Linked DNA regions of Pan troglodytes: region 2 is linked to region 1. A link is a contact called in public Hi-C data. All regions are on one chromosome and are shown on one strand. Each heading gives the region's core, a stretch centred on a gene start, on an enhancer-like site or on the middle of the called end of the contact. The rest is flanking DNA. Distances are from core to core; before and after follow the strand shown.

Region 1 (4,476 bases), core at 1,797-4,296:
TTCCACTTTTTGGTTCTTGATGGGCCTCAGTCACCCTCCCGTGCTGTTGGGAGCTTTGTCCTGAGAGGCTGAAGTGGACCCCACTCTCAGATGGAGGTCTTTGAGGCCCCAGCCCTAACTGTTCCAAAGCAGTCATTGCTGGGTGTCAGACATTCCACGGCTTAGAGCAGTTAGAAGGGGCATGCCAATCTCGTGACTGCTGAAAGGAACCATAAATGCAAGGCAGAAGCTTGGGAGGGCTGGACATGTGGGCAAAATACTTCTAGGAGCCAGGATTCCAGGATGCAAATGCCATGTGACCCTGAGCAACTATTTGCCCTCTCTGGGACTCAGTTTCTCTGTAGGTATAATGAAAGATTGGACTGGAGTCTCTTAAAGTTTCTTCCTGTGCACAATCTCCCAATTCTAAGAGTCCAGTAAGGAGTGGAGCTTCAGAGTCAGACAGATGTGGGTTCTAATCCAGCCCTCGCTGCTCTGTGACATTGAACAGGTGACTTCATGTCTCTGATCTTGTGTCTCACCTACGATGAGAAACTCCCTGTCTCAAATGAGGATTGTGTAAGCATTTCATTGTGGAGACCAGTGGGGAGAGCACCTAGCACACAGTAGGTGCTGTCTTTGCACATATCCAAGGGAGGAATTGAACCCACAGTGTAGAAGTTGCTGGCTGCCTCGAGGGTGGAATGACTTCTCGATTGAGGCACTAGAGGGCACCCCTGTTCTAACAAATCACTTTGATGGGCAGCTGCTTTTTTTTTTAAGCACGTGCAGAGCTACACACTTTCACACCTGAGTGTGTGTGGCTGTCTCAACAGCCAGTGAGGCAGGGGTTCTGACTGTCCAAATTTTGCAAATGAGGACACTGAGCAAAACCTGACTTGTCCAAAGGTTGCACAGAGCCTCTGGAAAGTCCAACATCAGGAGAGAATAGTGTGGAGTGTAAAAGAAGGAAGGAGATGGGAGGATCATTTGAGGCCTTGGAGTTCCAGACCAGCCTGGGCAACATAGCAAGACTCCATCTCTACAAAAAATGTAAAAATTACCCCGCTGGGTAGTGCATGTCTATAGTTCCAGCTACTGGGGAGGCTGAGGCAGGAGGATCACCTAAGCCCAGGAGTTGGAAGCTACAGTGAGCTATGGAAGGCTTGATGCAGGTTGATGCCCTCTCCGTGCCCTCTACCCGCACTGTTTGCTGCTGGTAGGCAAATGGATTTTCCAGAGCTGAAAAAGGACTCAGATTTGGGGGTTTCAAGCTGAGTGGACATGTGGTTTCTGTGTTTGAGACAGAGTTGATGAGTGTGGAGCCAGGATACTGTGACCTTGTGCCAGCCACCGGCCCCTCTGGGCCCAGCATCTTCTTTGTTGAAATGCATTAACTTATCTCATAGTTGGCTTGCCGTGCACGTGTATTGAGTGCCTACCCTGAACTAGGCCTGAGCTGGGTCTTAACACCTGAGTAGGACAAGAGAAGATGGGCATCCAAGAGGCTGAACCACAATGCGCAGAGGCCAGGCACCTCTGGAAGAAGTGGGAGATTTGAGGGTGTCATTGATTTTATCACTGTGATTGGAGCCCAGAGGACACAATGTAACCATTTCAGTGGTTCAGTAATGCATGGATGACAAGGTTGTCAAGGAATTTGGTCTGAATTATTACAGTTTAAGAAAACCTGATGTTGGCCAGGCCTGGTGGCTCATGCCTGTAATCTCAGAACCTTGGGAGGCCCAGGTGGGAGGATCACTTGAACCCAGGAGTTGGAGACCAGCCTGGGTAACATAGCAAGACCCTGTCTCAACAGAAAATTTAAAAATTAGCTGGGCGTGGAGGTGCATGCTTTCAAGTCTCAGCTACTCAAGAGGCTAGGCAGGAGGATCACTTGAACCCAGGAGTTGGAGGCTGTAGTGAGCTATGGTTGTGCCACTGCACTCCAGCCTGGGTGACAGAGCAAGACTCTGTCTCTCTAAAAAACAAAAAAACAAAAAACACCTGATATTTTATATAGAAATTCTGAGGCAGGGACATACAACTGCAGGTGTTTCATATTGTTTTAATATTTTGTATCAAACATTTATATTAATAAAATATAGGCATGTTCATGTTGACCTAATATTTTGTTGCTGTAATATAAATGTAATAATATCGTAATCAGAGATTTTTATTTTGCTCCTCCTATGTGCTGGTGTATTAGTTTTCCAGGGCTGCCATATTAAAAAACCAGAGACTTCTGAATGGCTTAAACAGAAGAAATGTATTTTCTCACAGTTCTGGAGTTTACAAGTCCAAGATCAAGGTGTTGGCAGGTGTGGTTTCTCCTGAGGTCTCTCTCCTTGGCTTGCAGATAACCACTTTCTCTCTGTGTCCTTACACCATCTTCCCTCTGCGTGTGTGGGCTCCTGTCTGCGTTTCCAGATTTCCTCTAATGACGTTAACAGTCAGATTGGATTAGAGCCCAACCTAACACCCTTATTTTAAACCTAATCACAACTTTACAGGCCCTATTTTCAAATAATAGTCACCTTTGATGTACTAGGGGGTTAGGGCTTCAATATGTGAATTTGGGGGGAATATATTTCAGTCCATAACAGCCAGGTACTAGGAAAAGCACTTTAGAATGTTTCTTTTTATCCTCACGACAGTCCTAGAAGGGAGGCACTGTTATTATATGCATTTTACAGATAAGGAAAACAAGGCTCAGAGAGGTTAACTCACTTGCAGAAGATCACACAGCTGGTCAACAGTGGAGCCAAGATTTGATCCCAGCCTGTCTTACTCTGGAGCCTGCACTGTGTTAGTTTATGTTTTTAATTTGACCTTAATCCTAGGGATACCTTTTCCACATTCTATTGAATTTACCAAGCTGTCCTCATGCCTCATTTTACTCTGCCCTCTCCCTGTTAAGGCCTAGATTGGAAAAGACCCAGATAGCAGGGAAGAAAGCCCTTTGCCAGACCCCCTGCTGCCCCAGCTTGCCTGGGCCCCACCTGGCCTGTTTGGCTACCTGCCCAGGGGGGAGTGCCTGGGGCCGCCCCCTTCCAGCTCTGCCCTGACCGCCCCTATTTGCCGAGAGCAGCCTGGGCCCAGTGAAAGCCGCCTTTGTCCTCCAGTTCATTCCTCCTGGAGGGATGACCTAAGTCTTGTCTTGAGGACAAAGCAGCGGCCTGCCACGTGAGTGCAGGTCAGTCCCAGTAGTCTGCAGAGTCTCCCAGCCTAACTGATGGGAGTGGCAGTCTTAGTTATGGTTTGCCAAGTTTAGTGTGGTCAGGAAGGCTGCAGAGCCCCCTCTGTGTCCTGAGAGATAATGCCAGTGGCTCCTGTGTGTATAGAACTTGACAGTGGCTTACGTCTGTAATCCCAGCACTTTGGGAGGCGGAGGCGGGCGGATCACCGAGGTTAGGAGTTCGAAACCACCTGGCCAACATGGTGACACCTCATCTCTACTAAAAATACAAAAATTAGCCAGGCATGTTGGCGCACGCCTGTAATCCCAGCTACTCAGGAGGCTGAGGCAGGAGAATCGCTTGCATCGGGAGGTGGAGATTGCGCCAAAGCACTTGCTCAGCGACAGAGCAAGACTCTATCTCAAAAAAAAAAAAAAAAAAAAATTGACAATGTATGAAAGGTATTTTATGGTTTCTGGTTTATCTGATCCTCCCAGATTCTGCAGGGTGTGCAGGGCAGGGACCTGTTGAAGAAATGCCTCCAGGCCAGTTATCAGTTGCCATAACAAACGACTCCAAAACAGCAGTGCAAACCAACCACTGTTCATTACGTCCATGGATCCTGTGGGTCAGAAATTAGGCAGGGCTCAGTGAGAGTGGCTACTGCCTGTCTGGAGTGTCAGCTGGGAGCCTCGAACAGTTGAGTGATAGAACCATCTACAGTCTTCTTCACCCATGTGTTTGGCACACGTGATGGTTCAAAAACCAGGCTTCCCTGGGACTGTCAACCAGAGCACTGAAACACGGCCACTCCTGGTGGCCTGGGCTTCCTCACAACATGGCAGCTTAGGGCTCTGGAAGTGAGTGTTGTGGCAAAGAAGGCAAACGCCACACTTCCCTTTATGATGGCTGCAGCCACAGGACTTACATAGCGTCACTTCTGTTCTCTGCTGGGCCATGCAGTGACAAGGGGAAGGGACATGGACCCCCTTCTCAGTGGCAGGAGTGGCAGAGAATGTGTAGCCACATTCAAAACCACTGCATCTTGCAGTAAATCAGATGTGCCCGGGTGACATTCACTGAGCACCTACTCTGTGCTGGGCACTGTGCCAGGGACTTCATGTGGACGCTTTTCTCAGTCCTCTCAGCAGCCGATTCAAAGCCATTGTTTTCCTGGCAGGCATTTGGCCTGGGAGGGCAGAGGAGCCAAGGGGAACCAACACTGCTGCTGGCAGTTTGGTGTTGAGTATGCCACAGTCAGAAGACGTGGGCTGATCTTTTTCTCTTCCTCCTCTGAACTTAGAATATTCCTTGAGTT
Region 2 (4,594 bases), core at 1,568-4,067, 91 kb after region 1:
TGGACAGTGGTGCCACCTGCTGTCTCTCAGTGCTGTTACCTTCATCCCGTGTGGATTTGCCTCAATCCACCTTACAACCCTAACATCCTCCATATGACAAGTAATAAAATCATCCCAGAGCTGACAGAAAGCACGATGAAATGCCAGCACACCTGTGGAAAGTTCTGCTCAAGGGAGCAGACTGGTGGTCTTGAGAGTAGGCCCACTTGTCAGGTGTGCCCACCTGTCCTTTCTCAAGGCGAGGGTTTCCCATGACCTGGAGGCTTTGCTAGGCTATTGGCTTAGGTGTTCTTTTTAATATGTGGATGGAGGCAGGGCAGGAGGTTTTTAATGACTTGAATTATCTGTAAATTTTCTATCTTACATTATTCCAATGACCCAAGTGACACCTGATTATATTATCATAGGAAGAGATTTCAGAAGTAGGAGAGAGCCAAGGACATGGACGCTGGAGTCAGACTGCCTGGGCTCAATCCCAGTCCTGTTGCTGGGGACAAGCTAATTTACATCTCTATGCCTCAGTTTCCTCACCTTTAACAAGGTGAATAAGAATACTTAAGTTCATAAGGCCAATTATATTAGTCTGTTTTCACACTGCTATACAGAACTACCTGAGACTGGGTAATTTGTAAAGGAAAGAGGTTTAATTGACTCACAGTTCTGCAGGGCTGGGGAAGCCTCAGGAAACTTACAATCATGGCGGAAGGTGAAGGGGAAGCAAGGCACGTCCTACCTGGCAGCAGGAGAGAGAGAAGGGGAAGGTGCCACACACTTTTAAACCATCAGATCTTGTGAGAGCTCACTCACTATCATGAGAACAGCAAGGAGGACATCTGCCCCCATTATCCAATCACTTCCCCCCACCAGGCCATTCCTCCAATTCGACATGAGATTTAGTTGGGGACACAAATCCAAACCATGTCACCAACCCTAACTTGTAGGATTGTGGCAGTTATAGGCTAATCCTCATAGGATTATTGGAGAGGACTGAATGACACATTTTTTAGCACAATGCTTGGCACATAGTAAGTGCTCAGTAGATTTTTATTAAATGACTGAATGAATAAGTGAATGAAATAATGCAGGTCCCACCACCTGCTCTTCCATGCTGATAACAATTTGATCTACATCAGCACTGCCCAGCAGAAATACAACATCATGATTTGATCCTGATGCAATATATACATGTATTGAAACACCACTCTGTACCCCAGAAACGTGTAATTACTATGTATCGATTATAAATAAAAAAGAATTATAATGTAAGCTGCAAATGCAAGACATATATGTAATTTAAAATGTCCTGGTAGCTACACCAAAAGAATAAAAAGAAACAAGTGAAATTCAATTTGGGGATGTATTTTATCAGAACCAAGGGATCCAAAATACTATCATTTCCACATGTAATTAACATGAAAAGTTATTAGCGAGGCAGTTTACATTCTTTTTTTTCTATTCAAAGTATTGGAAATCCAGTGTGTAAGGTATAGGAAATCCAGTGTGTAAGATGCTCACGGCATATCTCAGCTCTGTCACTTGCTCCATTGCAAGGACCCAACAACCACCTGTGATAAGCAGCTTCCGTCCAGGACAGCGCAGGGCTAAAGGATCTTGAGTGGCACAGGCCTGACCCCTCCCATTCTGCACCTGGCCAGGTGTTCCAGGAAGTGCCTTAAACAGCACCTCGCTGGCACATCTTGTGCTGTTTCCAAAGAGGGTCTTCTGCTGGGATGTTCTGTCTGTTGTTACTTGGCTTATAAAACATACCCCAAGCTATGCTGCCTGCAGCATCCTTCACTTGAAATCCCGTTCTCTGAAACGTTCTCCATAACCATGTCTCCCTTCATTCCCTTTTTTGGCAGCTTGGCCACTGAGTCCCCAGATAGCAGTGCCACATCGACAAGGAAACAGCCCCCCAGCAGCCGTTTGTCTTCTCTGTCCTCCCAAACGGAGCCCACCTCGGCAGGGGACCAGTATGACTGCTCCAGGGACCAGCGGAGCACCAGCGTGGACCACTCCAGCACTGACCTGGAATCCACCGATGGGATGGAGGGGCCGCCTCCACCGGACGCCTGCCCTGAAAAGAGAGTAGATGACTTCTCCTTCATTGATGTAAGTCAGTGGCCAGGAGCATTTCTTCTTAAATGGAAATTCCAGCCTGTCTCTGTGAATTGCCACTTCAGGTGTAGGATCTGTGTGCCAGGGACCCTTGGAGTGGGTACGGAGGGCACTGTCTTTGAAATGGGACTCACTTATGCATGTATCTTGGACCTGCCATACACCTGCTGTGTGTCTTGGGGCAAATGTCTTCACCTCTCTGAGCCTCAGCTTCCTTATCCACTTGTAACCAGCATCAACAGCTCCACAGCCTCAAATACAATTGCATGCATTCAAATTAAAACTGATCTAAGCCCTCACCTGCCAGGTAAGCAGGGAGTCTGACCACTTACCCCTGGGCAGTAACCCTGAGGTTTATAGTTGCAAGCATGAAGAGCCTGGAGTTTGCTCAGAATGATTCTGCTGAACGTTCTCACTAAGGTCTTGCTTGGTACAACAGTGTCCCTGGTATCAGGGGATCCGACTGTCTCTGTAGTGGCTCTTCCAGGACAGAAAGTCCCCTCAGGCATGGGCACCTTTCATGGAGGTCCCAGGGGACAGCCCCTAGCACTCAGCTCTTTCAGGTCCCAAGCACAGCCAGGATGTCAGCTGCCCCAGCATAGCAGGTCAAACGGTCTCCTGCTCTAGCATCTTCCAGACCAGAACTTATCCTCCTTTCCCCTGGGAGCCCCACCTCCAGGGGTCAGGCAGGTCTTCCTTTTCAACCCTTGAAACCCAGGAGTGATGTCATTATTCTCCTCGCATAACAATAGGGCTACCTGCCCACTCTCTGGGGGATGGAACGTCTGCAAAATGTGAAAGGGACCCTCTCTCCTCGCAGTAAAGCCTCCCACCTACACACTTGGGCATGGCTACCCACATTTCCCCAGAGGAGGAACACCGCTGCTTTAGAAAAAGGGCTTCCTTTAGGGCTTCAAAGAGGATTCTCCTTCAGTATATGGCCAAGGTCTCTCGCTGGCACCTCTAGATCAGGGCAGAGACAAAGAAAGACACAAGTTGAGTCTTGATTGGGGAACCCCATTATATAACCATGGCCATGCCCACCTCCCTGGGTGTCATCAGGATTTAGTTGGGTGATATATTCAGTTATTCACTCAACAGACATGTATTGAGATCTTGCTGTGTGCCTTACATACCAGCATCATGTCACTGCATCATGAACTTTCCTGCTAGAACGCTAAGTGGTTCCTTCTTGATGTCCATTATAAACAACAGTCAGTGAGTGTTGACCACTGGCCCAGGCACATGTTAATAACCCCAGAGGCAAAACTGCCTGCCCATTTTGCAAATTCGCAAATCAAAGTGGCCATGGAGTGACTCTAAATGCTGGTGTCCCTAAGCATAGGTCTAACGCTTACTGAAATTATACTGAGGTTTATGTGTGATGCCCACCACGATTTGGGTCTCCTGTGGGGATACTGAGGTTTACGTATGGTGCCAACCATGATTTAGGTCTCCTGTGGGGACGGTTTGGAGGCCAAATGGGGAGGCGGAGGCGGGGCACTAAGGAATCCAGTCTCTGTACCAGGCTGAGGATGCAAGGGTGGCACCATCTTCCCCTCCAAGCCAGCCCCTCTGTCAGCGTGATTCTGTCCTGCTCTCTTGGACTCTGAAAACCTGGCTCTGTTAAGTGGCCGGAGAAGCAAGCCTGCCTCTAGGTGCAGCAGGCACTTTCTGATTTCTGTCTTTCCCCCTCTTTCGCTGGTCCCGTGCAAGTCTCCTCACAAGATACCACTGTGGCTGGTTTGGGAAGTAGCTATGATCAGCTCCTTCCACCACCCCATTGGGACTTTTGTTACTTACCATTGTTGGGAAATGATTCATTGAAATTAGCCTGTCATCACTGACTTAGAAGGCCTTGGGTGATGGAATTTCTCCAAAGTGGACCTAGGTGGAAGAAACCAACATTTCATGTAAGAACGTGAGCTTGCCGGAAAGAGCTCTTGGCTGTGAGCCGTGGTCAGGCTCTGACTGAAACAAGGGCTTTCCACACCTGAGCACAGGGAGTTCTCTCAGCCACTGTAGGAAGGAGGCACTCTGTTTATCTCCTTTTTATAAATAGGGACACCCAAGCTCAGAGAAGTGAAGCTCATTGCCCAAGGTCACATAGCCAGGATTCGAACCCAGCAGAGTTTGAACCCCAGCTCTGAGCACTTCACTGCTGTCTCCCAGGAGAATTCTGAGCCAGGCACTTCCCATCTCCTTACTGGGGCCCACCCAGATGGTCTGTGCTCCCCACCCTTTCACTGGGGATAGTAGTGACTTGGCAGCCCTCACCAACCCCCCACCTGTCGCAGCTCAGAGTGTGAGTCTTCAGGGATGCCTGAAAATTGACTCCTGATGTTTAGTAAGCTGCCCCCTCCCTTCCCACCTGCACCCTAGATTATGTGAGTAATGGAGGAATTCCACGGAGAATGTCTCAACCCGGGGACTCTGTGTGAATACAGTTGACAGAAGGATTTAGTTAGATGTTGAA

What was found. A called contact is a pair of places that touch in the nucleus more often than the background predicts.
Region 2: a contact with region 1 is called in a Hi-C map of induced pluripotent stem cells, with 2.0 times the contacts expected there. The contact joins two enhancer-like sites. A contact is called at or near these places in 3 of 7 Hi-C or Micro-C datasets (induced pluripotent stem cells and stem cell-derived neural progenitor cells).

Annotation. Positions count from the first base shown.
Region 1 is chr23:27,131,380-27,135,855 of NHGRI_mPanTro3-v2.0_pri, forward strand. The region is part of intron 6 of KIAA1671; the gene reads left to right. Among named protein-coding and RNA genes, the nearest start is that of CRYBB3, 110 kb to the right of the region's middle. Within about 2 kb of position 3,047, at least 5 of the 24 cell types and tissues checked have an H3K27ac peak or open chromatin away from gene starts, as enhancers often do. A contact at or near this core is called in induced pluripotent stem cells, where this site is marked.
Region 2 is chr23:27,222,719-27,227,312 of NHGRI_mPanTro3-v2.0_pri, forward strand. It overlaps KIAA1671, which reads left to right. Exons shown (of 13, transcript XM_054675950.2): 8 at 1,863-2,112. Among named protein-coding and RNA genes, the nearest start is that of CRYBB3, 23 kb to the right of the region's middle. Within about 2 kb of position 2,818, at least 1 of the 24 cell types and tissues checked has an H3K27ac peak or open chromatin away from gene starts, as enhancers often do. A contact at or near this core is called in induced pluripotent stem cells, where this site is marked.